2 separate regions of the Hordeum vulgare genome follow, and region 2 is linked to region 1. Evidence: chromatin contacts called from public Hi-C data. All regions are on one chromosome and are shown on one strand. Each heading gives the region's core, a stretch centred on a gene start, on an enhancer-like site or on the middle of the called end of the contact. The rest is flanking DNA. Distances are from core to core; before and after follow the strand shown.

The links. Hi-C and Micro-C count contacts between places; a contact is called where the count stands out from the background.
Region 2: a contact with region 1 is called in a Hi-C map of an unstated tissue, with 4 times the contacts expected there. The contact joins two enhancer-like sites. A contact is called at or near these places in 3 of 6 Hi-C or Micro-C datasets (leaf, seedling and an unstated tissue).

What each region holds. Positions count from the first base shown.
Region 1 is chr4H:32,292,722-32,295,229 of MorexV3_pseudomolecules_assembly, forward strand. No RefSeq gene overlaps it. Among protein-coding and RNA genes, the nearest start is that of LOC123447725, 59 kb to the left of the region's middle. Within about 2 kb of position 1,255, at least 1 of the 3 cell types and tissues checked has open chromatin away from gene starts, as enhancers often do. A contact at or near this core is called in leaf, where this site is marked.
Region 2 is chr4H:32,338,214-32,340,721 of MorexV3_pseudomolecules_assembly, forward strand. No RefSeq gene overlaps it. Among protein-coding and RNA genes, the nearest start is that of LOC123447729, 21 kb to the right of the region's middle. Within about 2 kb of position 1,253, at least 1 of the 3 cell types and tissues checked has open chromatin away from gene starts, as enhancers often do. A contact at or near this core is called in leaf, where this site is marked.

The sequences.
Region 1 (2,508 bases), core at 5-2,504:
TTATAGTAAGAAAGAGATGACTTAGGATTGCGAGCATTCAAACGCTTGTGATTGTGCGAGCATTGAGGCCACCGTCGACGAGAATGGTAATGAGTATTTTTTTTAGAAAAGGAGGATAAACCCCTGGGCTCTGCATTTGGACGATGTATGCAACAATTTTATTGATTATTTACAAAGATCATACAAAGTAATACATCAGTCAGCCGCAATCCACCATCTAGGCAACACTTGTTGCTACTCATGTCCCTTTGATGAAGGTGTGCCAAATATCCGGACCAAACACCAAACGAATATCACACCAAAACCTAACATCTATAGCCGGATGCCCCAGCCCGGCCACACATCAAGACTGGGTCCACCTAGTCCGGCGCACTCTCAAAGGATGTCACCGCCATCTTTCGCCTGTCCATCTCCAAAGCAGGAACTGACTCATCGACCTTGCCTGACCCGTCGTCGACGTCACCATGACGTCAGACAACTCCACCATCATGCACGTATCCGCTCACACGTGCCCGTTGCCAAACCTCAGCAGCGCCATGCCACCGGGATCCGCCGCCGGCCTTGCGATGAATGCGACACCGCTCCTTCACTTGTCCCGTCCGAACAACATTTGCTCCAAAACGAAGCCCCCGGAGGGACAACGGCATCGAAGGTGCCACCATCGTACGATCCGATAAATCTAGATCTAGGGTTTTCCCCTGAGCATTATCCGAGTGGGGTGCCAGAGCATCATCCGAGTGGGGTGCCATGACGTGCAACAATGATGCTTCGACAAGGGAACGACGTCCTAGACACCGTCATCGTCCGCCATGACCGAAACCAACCCGATTTTCACCGGAAGTCGTGTCACCCAGAACTCGTAGCTGGGTGAAATCGAATGGAGCCTCACCGCGGAGTCGAGGGCCGCCGTGGCATGCCGGCAGGGAGCCTCCAACCACCCCTCACCGGTCCTCCTCGCTTCATTAATTTTAGACAGTGATAAATAAATTATGAAATTTTCATGCGACGCAGCCCCCTCGAAACGTTGTTACATGCCTGTACTTATTATTTTATGGGAACCTCTTGGTCTGCTGAATGTATTCACACACACACTAGACCGACTACTCGTGGGAAGGTGAGGAGATAAGCCGGGCAAAGTTTTCGTTGCAGCAGCCTTTGACGTTGGGCGGCGGGCGGCTGGAAAATAGCGTGACCCTTTGACGTTGACGACATCGGGCCGGTCCAAGTCTCGTGTTCACGTCAGTGTATGTCGTTTCATAATGAGTTTCAGCAAAGCTTGTTCTGACCCTTCTTGCAAATCCGTGGCACATGCTGTGTGCTATGCGTACGTCGTCTTCAAGAGATTCCATTGATGCTTTGTTGATCAGACTAGTTAAAGTAGCTTGCTATTTGTAAACACAGGTCTGTACGTGTGTGTAAACACAGGTCAGACCTATAAAACGGAAAAACTAAGAGGGTGATTGGATCCAAAAGACTAAAAATAGTCTGACTAAAACTAGTCTTTTTAAGAGGCTAAAGTTCCAAGCACCTCTGAGTAAAGAGAGGCTAAAACTAGTCTTGAGGCTAAGAGGGTGCTTGGATACGTTTTAGTCCCATGACTAAAAGTAATGAGACTAAAACTTGCTAGCCTCATCCATGCTTGGATCCAAGTACTAAAGAGACTAAAATCAAGTTAATGAGCATTTATTATCCTCCAAACCCTCCAATCCAGAACTTGCATAAGGAGTTAAATGAGGAGAGAGAGGACTAATGCACATTTTAGTAGGGTACCCTTGACTAAAAGATTTTAGCCTCAAGATTAGTTTTAGCCTCTCTTTAGTCAGGGGTGCTTGGAACTTTAGCCTCTTAAAGAGACTAGTTTTAGTCAGACTAGTTTTAGTCTCTTGGATCCAAGCACCCTCTAAAATCTTTTAGTCAGGGGCACCCCTACTAAAATGTGCATTAGTTCTCTCTCTCCTCATTTAACTCCTCATGCAAGTTCTGAATTGGAGGGTTTGAAGGATAATAAATGCTCATTAACTTAATTTTAGTCTCTTTAGTACTTAGATCCAAGCATGGGTGAGGCTAGCAAGTTTTAATCTCATTACTTTTAGTCATGTGACTAAATCGTATCAAGCACCCTCTAAAATTTGAGACAAGTCCTATAAACCGAAAGGAGGAAGTATTAATTGTAGGCTAGCGATAAACAAATTATGGAATACAGTACTATTGATGGGACGCAGCCCCCTTGAAACGTGGATGCATGGCTGTACTTATTATTTTATGTGGACCTCTTGGTATGTTGAATGTACTCACACACACACTAGACTAGACTGATTACTCGTGGGAAGGCGAGGAGATAAGCCGGGCAAAGTTTTCGTTGCAGCAGCCTATGGATAGATGCCATCGATCAGCGGGCGGCTGGAAAATGACGTTGACGAGATCGGGACGGTCCAAGTCTCGTGTTCACGTCAGCAACGTCTTTAGCTTGGGTGGTATGTCGTTTCATGATGAGTTTCAGCAAAGCTT
Region 2 (2,508 bases), core at 3-2,502, 45 kb after region 1:
TAATAATACTCTTATGCTATTGATCTTCTAAGTTTTCTTGTCGTATTTAACTACATTTACAAATTGTGTGGATTAATTTATATTGGTATGTAATGTAGGATCAGACGAAATATGTACTCCAAAATTTGACATTATTGAAGTTCTAGCCATTGTTTTTCCTCGAGAATACCCTAGAAATTCACATTCTAACCGATGAAAGATCCGATGGCTTTTGAAAAGGCGGCGAAGGAAACGTGCAGAGATGGAGAATTGGCAAGTAGTCAAAACCTTAAGTGCTATATTTTCTCATGCATTTTTGCGCAAGGCAGCAGTAGTGCAATAGATGTGCACGTACCGAAATAGATGTGCACGCGCATTGCCAGTTATCTAGCACTGTATCGGCCGAAAGACTGAGATTCCATTCCGAGATGCCAATGTAAATGATTAACAATTCAGCTCGAACCTAACGTGTGCATGCATGCACTAAGTATCAGGAATCTCTTGAAAATTTATACTAGCATGCAATGCAAGAAGTTGCGAGGCGGCTGAAACAAAACGTGTCCCAGCTTGCAAAGCTAACTTGCATGATCAATGGTCAAAAAACATACTGAAGCTCATGATGAAACAACAGAAGCTGGGAACAAAATGCCGCATGACGTAATGACGAGACTTGGGACGGATCTCAGGAAGGCCCACGTCATCGTCTCACCAATTGCTTTAGCGACGAAAGCCATCTCCTCGCCATTTCCCAAAGTACAAACTTGCTCCGTTTCTATTTACTTCAGGTATTAGCTTTGACTGAAACCAAATTTTGTAAAATTTGATCAAGTTTGTAGAAACTATATAAACATTTACAGTATAAATTATATGATGTGAAAATAAGAGTCTTTCGCAACACGGCTTCACCGACCACAATTATTTTTGCAACACAAAGAGGAGGCCCGCCTCTGGGCGTTGGCGGGAGCTAAATATCTGAGTGCACTTATGTCGTCAGAGTACTCTTTTATTTTTGCTTGTCTAAATCTTCTTCTTAATTTATAAAAACTGGCAATTCTTTTGCTTTATTTTAAAAAAATATGTTGTGAAAATATATGCTATGATGAATCCAATAATATTGATTTAATGGTGTATATTATTAAAAGTATTTAAGGTTTAACTTTATACAAACCTAATATGTAATAAAATAAATAAAAACGAAGAGAGTACTTGTGCACACACGCACCAGACACTACTCGTGGGGAAACGAGTAGATAAAAAGTTCTCCTTACACCAGCCATACATTGGATCGGCGGACGGCTGAACGATTGCGCTGCCCTTGACGAGATCGGGTCCAAGTCTAGTGTTTACGTCGACATCAAGCAGGCACGTCCCAACGGCTTTAGCTCGCTCGGGTGGTCTGTTGACTCTTGTTTCATCATGAGTCTCACCAAGCTTGTTTGACCCTTCCGCGCCTAAAGTAGCCGCTGCAAAGCCGTGGTACATGCATGCTTGTGTGTGTGCATCAGGATAGCAACTTCTTGCATGCTCCAACTCGTTTCCAAGCTTGATGTTTTTTTTCTTCTTCTAACACGATAGAATTTTTTTAAAGAAAATCCAGATCTACCATAAACATTATTTCCTTCGTCCGGAATTACTTGTCGTACAAACAGATAAAAATAATTGTATCTAAAACTAGAATACATCTAGATACATACATTTTCATGACATGTATTTTTGGACCAAGGGAGTACAAAGCACCTCAAACTTCATGAAAACTCATCGAGCTCTCTAGAGCACCGAGTAATCATTATCAACGTCGGAACGAGCTGCTAATGCGCCTCTGACGTAGCTCACTTAGCAAAAACAGCTTGACCTTGTCTATGGCAACCGAAAAGTTTTTGTACACGTTGCCCAAATGACCAACGCCCTGAAGTCACAGTCGTTGGAGTTGAACCCTTAAATAGATCTAAAGTAACTGATATCAAATCTTGCCATCATGCACAACCACAAGAAATCCTAATCTCATCGCCGTAAGAGATGGCGGGATTTTAGAGGGTAGAATGTTTGGAAATCCAATTTGGCTCTAGGGAGCATATGTTCATGTGCGCACAAAATATATTTTGCAAAAGTCGGAAAAAATAGATGGGTTCATTATCGCACCAAAATGCTACCTCTAAATTTTTAGGAGAAATGTTTAAGCAATTTGACCTGTAAAATAAACAAGCCGGACAACAAATGGTACTTCCAAATGTTACGCTTAAATTTCGTTTTGCATAAAAGTTATCAATCACACTTGTTTCACTAACATGAACATCTAAAAAGACAGAAATTTTAAAAATTCATTTACTACTTATTTTGAATTTGTTATTCATTCAGGAGCATATGCTCCCAAGAGCCAAAACGGCACTTCCCTGTAGTAAGTGCTAGTTAATAAAGCTAAAGTAGTTTACTTGCTTCTTATTTTTGAAGGATAATAAGTAGTTACTTGTCAAAGTTACTCCCCCGCTATTGGTAGTCTAAATATTTTACTCCTACTTGCTATTTGTGAAC